Linked DNA regions of Anser cygnoides: region 1 is linked to region 2. A link is a contact called in public Hi-C data. All regions are on one chromosome and are shown on one strand. Each heading gives the region's core, a stretch centred on a gene start, on an enhancer-like site or on the middle of the called end of the contact. The rest is flanking DNA. Distances are from core to core; before and after follow the strand shown.

The links. Hi-C and Micro-C count contacts between places; a contact is called where the count stands out from the background.
Region 1: a Hi-C map of liver shows a contact between it and region 2, with 18 times the contacts expected there. The contact joins the promoter of GADD45G here to the enhancer-like site in region 2. A contact is called at or near these places in 3 of 7 Hi-C or Micro-C datasets (granulosa cells and liver).

What each region holds. Positions count from the first base shown.
Region 1 is chrZ:38,231,849-38,236,189 of Taihu_goose_T2T_genome, forward strand. It overlaps GADD45G (growth arrest and DNA damage inducible gamma), which reads right to left and starts at 2,557. Exons shown (of 4, transcript XM_048046132.2): 1 at 2,382-2,557; 2 at 2,165-2,266; 3 at 1,855-2,068; 4 at 814-1,491. The coding sequence starts at 2,434. The coding sequence ends at 1,381.
Region 2 is chrZ:38,176,871-38,181,844 of Taihu_goose_T2T_genome, forward strand. No RefSeq gene overlaps it. Among named protein-coding and RNA genes, the nearest start is that of GADD45G, 55 kb to the right of the region's middle. Within about 2 kb of position 1,806, at least 1 of the 3 cell types and tissues checked has open chromatin away from gene starts, as enhancers often do. A contact at or near this core is called in liver, where this site is marked.

The sequences.
Region 1 (4,341 bases), core at 1,307-3,806, 56 kb after region 2:
CTTGCTCTCAGGAGAAGGGATCAGTACTATGCCATTTTAATGTCAGACGCTGGGGCACTGATTTGGACTGTGCACAGAAATGGGATGATATTTCTTTCCCTTTTCACATGGAGAAAAATCAGTCCCCTGTATTAATTTTTCATGACAAGATCTCTGAAAAAGGCCACACCATCCTTAAATTGTTTTGGACTTAATTTGGAGTTGTCGTGCAATTAAGTTTCACAAAATTGCCTTCTGGAGTGACAGCTTCTATTGTTGGAGCATATGGCAATCAGAAGGCAGCTTGTGGCAGATGTGATGTTTATTCTCTATTAGCTAGTTTTCAGTCTAACTATGTCATTCTAGTCAAAGCAAGTGTAAGATGTATTTGACATCTAAGGAGTTCTGCAAGCCCCCATCATGTTTAAACTGCTTCTGCCAAGTGGGAACACCTCAGCTCTGAATGAGTAAGTCATATTTAGCAAGTAATGATGCCATTTACTGGAGGTCTGTATTCCAGAAAATCCATGTTCCTAACATGTATTGTGTTCCTTCAGTAGACTACAAAGACCACCTATTACAATAAGTGAGCTCATTAAGCATGCAGCTCCTTAGTCTTGCAAGCTGTTGCGATAAGCAGCTGTTGCAGAGGGTGAAAGGTTGAATTATCAGCTTGGAAAGCATAGCTCTTCATTCAGCTGACCCAGGAGAGAAAGTGTTTGAGCAATGGCCCCATTGCTGTGGTATATACCTTTGACTACAGCCCATGAGCAAAACATGAGTGGTATTTCAGTGACATGCTTCCCCACCCAGTAAGCAAGACACTCCCAGAAATTAATTGTCAAAAATTTATTATGAAAGCTTCAATAGCAGCAAGTATTTCAATAAAAATTATTGCATTATTAAACCAGTTCTGCAGAGCAGCCCAGAGGCCTGTTGAAGTCTGTCTGCTTTAAAAGTCTCTATATATCCCCTTTAGTCTCTAATAGTCCATCAAATACTGGAACTTCCTTCTCTCCACGTTTTATAGACAGTGCCAACAGTTCTAGTCACAGTACTCTGTCCAGTCCTTCTGTAAAGTTTTGGCCCACTTCCCCCAACTTTCTCTGTCTTCTGAAACAGCTCCTCTCGACCAGGAAACTTGCAATACTTGTTTCAGTTCCATGGTATGTCAGCCTCTCCGCTGCAGCTGCAGGCTACTGAGGCACACTGGTGGGGTAAGCTGTTCTTTTCCTCTTTCTCCTCCGTAAGAGCCCACTGCATGCCAGTCTGAGTGACCTTAATCCAGTCTCTTGACCAGGCTAATCCATGGAATCAGCAGCTTGTTGCACACTTCGGTGAACCAACACCACGTTGAGAATGCAACAAAGGTTTCAGCTTCCCCAGTGCACTGGGTCACCATCACTCGGGCAGGGTGATGGTTGGCACCCACTCATTGACGTTTCTGCTCTCTTCACAGAAGAATTTCAGCTTCTCTAGAGCTGGGTCCTTCCAGCCATCCTCATTCGGGTTCTGCCAGAGGAAAAAAAAAAGTTGCATACCATGAGAACTGCCTGCCAACTGAAGTCATGACATTATTTACAGAAGCATTAGCTTAGTAAGTGAGGTATTTTCAGATAACTTCTGTCCCAGCACGGGGAAAGCAGGAAGCAGAGCTGTCACCCTTGTGGGCAGAGGAAATCCACAGTTACGAGAAATGCAGCCTACTACTACTACTCAGCAGATTGGCTCTTGGGCACATGTGCCAAGTCCCCTTTCTCTGCCCAGAAGGGGATCCAGCCACCTGCAGCAACGTGGCCACCCCATGCAGAGGCCGGTGCCGAAAGCAGCAGTGCAGAGAGCCCCCCCAGCCCCTCACCACCCAGGAATACCCACCGTGATGAGGATGCAGTGGAAGTCCCGCGGTTCCCCGTCCTCCTCACTGGCCCCCACAACAGCCGCCAGCTTGGTCACGTCGTTGACCCGCACGATGTCGATGTCGTTCTCGCAGCAGAAGGCCTGGATGAGGGTGAAGTGAATCTGCAGGGCGATGTCCCCCTCGTCCTCCTCATCGGCCGCCAGCACGCAGAAAGCCACGTTGTCGGGGTCGCTGCAAGAGGCGAGGCGCGGCGTTAGGCTCTGCGGACCGTGCTTGCGGCCAACCCCTCCCGGCCCGGCCCGGCCGGGCCCCCGCCGCCCTACTTACACATTCATCAGCTTGGCCGACTCGTAGACGCCGGCCGTGAGGCAGCCGCGGCGCTGCGCCGACACCAGCAGCTCGTGGAGGGCCTTGCCGGCGCCCTGCATCCTGCGGGGGGGAGACGGGCACGGTCAGTCAGCGCGGCGCCAACGGCCTCACCGCCGCCCAACCGCCGCAACGGCCGCCCAACCGCCGCCCCACCGCCAGCAGCGCCGCCACCTACCAGTCGCTGCCCGCGGGCACCGGCTCCTGTCCGTGGGTCTCCTCCAGAGTCATAGCAGCGAGCGGGCGGACAAGGACAAGCCGCGGCGGCGGCGGCGCCGATCGCTCCCAGCCGGCCCCGAGCCTCCCGCTCCGCTCCTCACCGCCCGCCGAACCGAGCGGCTCTGGGCCGCCCGTCCGCCGCCCGCCCCTATTTATAGCCCGCGCGGCCGCGGCGCCGGCAGCTGGCGGCGGTTGCCGCGCTCCCATTGGCCGGCGGCGGGGAAGGGGGAGGGGGCTTTTGTCATGCTAATCGGCGCGCGCGGGCTGAGGGCGGGAGGGAGCGGGCGGCTCGTGCCGGCAGGACACGTGGGGAGGGGGAGGGGCGGCGGGGGCACGCGCCGGGCGGGGAAAGCCCGCGCGCGGCGGGGGGGGCGGGGGGGGGGGAGGGTCTGTGAGGGCCCGGCCGTGCGGGGACCCGGCACACGGAGCGTGCCTCAGCGCCGCGTGCGTTCACGGCCCTTTTGCGTCTAAAAACACCTCACAAGTTTTCAGAAAACCATCCCCGGGCCCCCACAGAGGTGAGACGGCAGCCGTCCCCACTCGCTGAGCGCAGCGTACGCAGCGCGTTCCGTAAAAAAACACACTCAGTGCGTCTCCCCCCTGTATTCTCCGGGTACGTGCACGGGGAGGAGCGCAGCAGGGCAGGTCAGAAACCAGCAGCCTTGGGCAGGGCCCACCGGACCGAACACCTGCTGCAAGCACCGGAGGGCTGGCCATGTGCTGCAGCCTCAGTGCGCCGTGAAACAGATGGGAAACCCAGCACTGACTCAGCGCTCTGAAAGACGCCTGTTATAGCTGTGATTTCACCGAGCTTCCCATCACGGTGGAAATTAAAGTTGCTTAAAATGGATAGAAATTAGTAGGCCAAAGCAACTCATAGCATGTGTAGTAGGTTAACGTATGTAAGCACCGAAGTAATAAACTCACGTATGCAAGCATATTGACACAGCAATCCTTTCACACATAGTCTTCCATTTTTTTGCTTAAAAACCTTGGAGTCGGGGCCACAGCAATCTTTTCACATGTAGGCTTCCATTTTTTGCTTAAAAACCCAGCACCCTGGCGTCAGGGCTTCCCCTCGTCGCAGTTTTCAGATCGCTCCATTATTCCCGTGTCTCCTAGCACAGATGGTGCTGAAGGCCACGGAGCATGACCAGACACCCGATCCAGCTTATTTCAAACCACGGTGTCAACACCGGGCCTCCAGAGCAGCCAGGGAGGTGCACGAAGGGAGCTGTACCTGCTCCTGGTCCCTTCCCTCTTTTTTCTATGGTTTTGAAACAGTCAGCTCCTCGGACTTCGTAGTCTACTGAGCAAACTCCATCTTAAGTGGACATCATGCTCCACTGCTCGCTTTCTTGGTCTTCGCCTCCCATGTCTTTAATATATACATAAAAGAAAAAAAAATCATCTTTTTCACTTTTTAGTATTGCTGCCCACAAACACCCAAGTAAGCGTGCTGATTGTTTTCCTCTGACAGTGGAAGTTACACCCCCCATTGTCCTAGGACACTTGAACACACTCAGGTGGATGTAAGTGTCCCCAATATACTTACAAGCCAAATGCTGAGCATCAAAATTGACTTCTGCAAATGCAGCTCAGCATGATCTGTGCATCTGATGGAAAGCTGATAGGCACCAGTTCTCTGCTGGATCATCTGTTGAGTGCTGGAAGCCATCCTGCAGATCAGGGTGGGAATATCACTTGGCAGTCCTACTCAGGCAAGAATAAGTGGATTTTGACATTAAATTTGACAGCACCGGTTTAATGCCAGTGTCATTTCCATAGCAAGAAAAAAAAAAAAAAAAAAAAAAGCTAGCCTAAAGCTCTTGGGTTTTTTACGGGCAGCCTCAGCGCATGAACAAACACCTCTCAGACAAACGTGACGCTGCATTCAAAGTAAAACTCTGACCTCTGCT
Region 2 (4,974 bases), core at 556-3,055:
GTCACACCGAGCTGGATCCAGCACTAGCTCCGCACCTATGGGCAAGGCTTTCCACCTCACCCTCTCAGCTTCTGCAGTGCTGGTACGGACAAGCATGATAGGAGGGTTTACTAAACATTGCTTACAGAACTTCAGGACAGCTAAGGGGAAATCAGCTAAAACTGCTCAGGAGCACGCAGGCCAGGGACAGCCCACCCATGCCAAAAGGTGCCACTGCACCCTGCTCCCCTGTGGACCCAAAAGCCTCTTGCCAAGTACTCTGTGCTGTCTGGATGGTCTGTATCTATCAGATATCACTACGCTGGGAGAAAGTAAGCTAAGATGCAGCACTAGAGGTCTTTGGAAATACTCTGAGCTGAATGCAGACATCACTATGATAACTGATGAGAAAAGCACTATCCAGACACTTTTATTATTATTATTTTTAAAAGAAGATGCACACAACTCATTTGTATTCAAAATGTGCATCCACAATCCCTATGTTAAATATAAACAACCCAACCATCACACATTTAAATATTTCATCTGCAAGTGCTAATGCACATTAATCAATGCCAAAGGCACTGCATGTCCTGAAAGAAGAGCCTCTTCATAGCAGGTAGGGCTTGTGCCAATTATGTTCGGAAAATGTCATTACAGTAACCACTACACTCTAGTAGGAGATCCAATCAAGGTATTTCTTGAACCATAATAACTGACTTTGAAAAAAACACTTCTCTCTGGAGTCAGAAAGTTGTGTAGGTTCTTCCCAGTTCTGAATATCTCAAACTAGAAGAAGAGGTGCAGGGGGGAATTTGAAGAACAAATGCTGCCCTGTTGACTTGCAGACTGCAGCAGGTTGTATTGAAAACATATTTGTGAAAAACAAATGCGGCTCTCCATTAGGTATGTAAAGTATGTTAGCTATGTGAGTAATGAAGAAAATGAAAAAATAACAGAGTGCACTAAAACTATTCATGTGTTTGTTCCTATAATCTCTGATTTTTACTGGGGAGTTTTGTCTTGCTTAGATCATTCATACAGAAATCTACTTTTCCTGTCCTTCAGACAACATCTCTGCTTTTCTGACATTTTTATTTCAATGCTCAAGGGAAAGTGCTGTTTGATTTGTTTAACTGATGAACACCTCCCCCCACCTATTCCACTGTGATTAGATTGTTACTGTTTGGTATGTCCTGAGTGATTTTGTAACCTCCACCCCAGTGTTTATGTCTGGCATAGACAAAAATACAAGCAAACAACTGGAGAAAACAATTTATTTAACATTTTGTTTGTCTTAACTTTCGGGGGTTGTCTGAAAAAAACTTAGTTGAACTCAAATTTACATGATCCACAAGCAGAAACTACCAATCTAAATACTTCAGGATCTACATAAATTTTATATAGAAAATTAGGTCTGGTTTGGATTTTCAGTCTCTGTGCCCCAAACAATATTTTTTAAGGTTTTGTTCTAGTATCTGAGCTACATTACTCAGATGCCCCTCCAGCTCTGGATGGGAGTATGGCATGTCCCTGATTTTTGCTGAATAAGCTTGGGTGAACAACAGTGTTATGTGAGAAAAAAATAACAAAATCTGTTCCCAATAACTTATATTCAGGGACTGTGCAATGTCCCTTGCTACAGGTTTTTAAAAGAGTTCATTAGCAAAGCAAAGCCTGCACTGCGAGACTGTTTACCCGAAGCTACAGACCGACTTTTGCCTGCTCTCTGAGGATGGTGAGTGTACGCAGGAAGGCTACTTCTGGAAACCTTGCACCTTTACTCGCCTCTGCTCTCCTCCACCGCGTTCACATTCAATAAGCACTGCTTTCAATGTTTGTGTCCTGCTCTGCTGGTTTATTCAGGCAAACCGCTAAATCCATGGCAAAGAGTGCCTTCCTAACAGCTGCGGACACTCGAGCCAAAGGAATTGATTTTTACAGATCAGAGAAATCTGAGAAAGTTTACACAGCCCTAATATAGCCACAGCTATTTTCAGCTTTAAAAAAAAAAAAAAAAACAGGAAGGAAAAAAGAAATCCCATGGCTAAAGCCACCTCACAAGTCTGTGATGAATACAAAACACAACTTTCGATCTGATCTGCATAAATTGTGCCCGGCGTGGAAACAGTGAGATGTGCAGCCTACAGCACACAGTATTTCTCTGCTGTAGCGCTGCCAAGTAGGAGCCATCCTCCAGCCCCCGGAAAGATTTAATGCGTGTCTTTCCTTTCACATTCTGTCAATGTAGAGCAACTCTCCTCTTCACGGAGGGAATCTCCCAAACCCACTGAAAGGGCAAAGCAAAGCATGCAGGCACTGCAGAAATGGTGCAAGAAGCACTCCGGTAAGATGCAGTTCCACTTGCCGAAATGGTAAAAACAGTGTGCCCCCGTATCTTCTCATCTCAAGAGCTTTGCTTCTCTGCTGTTATCTTTCACTGGGTTTCTAGCAACACCACTTCCTGCCCTTCCTCAGCCATCAGACCAGAGTTTTTTTCACTACGTTCATTTCCTTTTCTGTGGGAAACTGGCACTTACGCAAGGGCAAAGTTTACAGGGGTGGAAACTTCAGTCCTTTTTCCTCAGAAGAGGTGCCACAGGGAGAGCTGCTTCCCAGACACAAGCGACAAAGTGCAGTACCTCTCATGACAGAGCTGAGCCCCAGCACCGCTTTTATCCTCAGCGTCTTTGGTGGTGGTACATGCCTGTCACGTCTAGGGGTATGGGGAAGTTCAGAAGCACTTCTTGGTATGACTGAGAGAGCAACTCAGGGGAGAAAATGCCAAGCAACCTTTCTCAGCTAGCATCTCGTCTAGTGGGCCAAAGCCCACTTGAACTGGGAGAATGATGATGATTTGCTCCAGCTGAAGGTCTGTCTCTCCCTCTGCTTGTGCTACAAGAAACCCCAGGGTGCCTATGTGTGTTTTGTTGGGCAGACCTCCAGGGCCAGCTGCAGAAGAAGCTGAAAGTCTGACCAGGGAAAGAGCCGAGGGAAGTCCCAGCAGGAAAGTAATCAAGGTAGGCATAAACAAAGGCGTTTGCAGTGTCAGGCAAGCAGGGACCTTGACAAAAGCAGAGGCAGAGATTGCCAAGGTCTATGTCTGCAGCACTTCTGTGTTGTCACAGTCCTGTGGTAGGCTCAGATCCCTTCACCCCCCACTCAGCAGACCGTGGAGGCAGAACAATCTGCCAGGAGAGCCTTTACAACCTCTTTAGCAGCAAAGCAATGGACAAGAACAGGTTATCAGCTCCCTCCACCACACGCTGACTGGTGTTAACGCTGGGATGAGGTACAGCATTGGTTCACCCATGGTCCTTGGTTCTCTCTCCAGCACTGGAGCTCAAACATGCGTGCAGCCCAGGCTTGCCCTAGAGGATCTGGCTGGCAAGTGGGAGTTTATAGCTGCCAGTGTGGCTGGTGGTATAAAGTAACAGGAAGCTTGTCCCATGAGCAATCACAGGTGCTTCTCCTCAAGACACTGGAGAAACCACAGCTGCATTAAGAAAGGCACCATGTTCCAGGCCCCGCAGCCTTGTCCAAGGTCAAATGCTTCAGCCCCTGTGCACCACAAGCTAGTTTTGCAAGCTGGTGGGGACTATTTTGCAACAAGCGAGCAACCAAAAATTATCCATTTGCGAGAAGGCATTTCACTGAAAATCCTTAACTTCTCTTTCATGAGGACCCTCACTGTCAGCAGCGTGTTGCTGCTTGTCACATTAGGAGACTGGGTGCCACAGCCAGGTGTCCTAGCACCAGAGCACACCAAGGATGCTGGCCCCACCACCATAGCAACTACCAGGAGTGACAGAAGCATGCATCTGGTGTTCCAGGGAGCCAGGCCCCCCAAAAATAACCTCAGATTTGAGGCTTAATGCACATAAAAATTATGTGCAAAATTATTTTAAAAGTAAACTGAAATTTTGCATGGATGCTCAGTGGTTAAAACACTTTGTCCCCACGCTTCTCCATAATTCTGTGAAATGTCAAGCATGGAAGTACAATATTTATATATTTAAATGCAAGAGAGTCACAGGCATGAATGATAGGTTGTGTGGGAATTTACACTGGGCATTGAGCAGTGCAGGGAAGTGGGATTAAAATACTGTGGATCCTGATAGCTGGCAGAGAGATTCACCTGGAGTCCTGCCAGCCAAGCACAGCGCTCCAACATCACTCCACACTGGTCTGAATCTAGCAGTGGGATCCAGAGCACTGCTATTGTTGCAACAGTAGGCTGATTCCTGATCATGAAATTAATCAGCTCTTTGTTCATACCATTATGCAGCAAATCACATTTAAGCAGGCCTCTGAGCATCTGGCCTGTCAGTATCACAGCCAAAATCTGGATTCAAAGGTGTAGTGCAACCATAAAGCCAGGCAGATTTTCTCTGTAAAGTAACACCCCATTGACCACAAACTGTCGTAGTCCAACAATTGTATTAGAATCATAACTGTGTATTTACTTGAAATTGTTTAGGTATTCATTTGGGGTATCTGTGACATACTTATGAATATGTCTAGAAAAGGGTCCTGACACAGCTTCTCAGGCAGCCCCCAGCGGTAACTTTGTCTCATATTGCCAGGCGTTTGAACAGCAGGTAAAGACCAAGTGTGGAAAGTGGCACAGGGAGCATCATAGAAAGCCTATAAAACAAAATGGAGGGGGGTTGCATGGACAAGCATGTGAGTGGAGAGGAAAACCAAAAGGTTCAATTTACCATACTATTTCAGGCCTGATCTACATCAGGAATTTTTGCAGGAGTTACAGTGGTAATATCACACTTGCAACACAGACCCCCAGACCCCCATTAATGCACTGCAAGAGTTAAAAAAAAAAAAAAAAAAAACGGGGGGGGTTAATTCCTCTGTGATTTACTCTGCTGTTATGGATTTTGAAATGTTTTTGCAGAAAGCTGGAGGCTGATTCTGATGCCTTTGTTGGTCAAAACAAAGGCACATGTGAATTTTACTTCCATGTATCTGCACATTCCT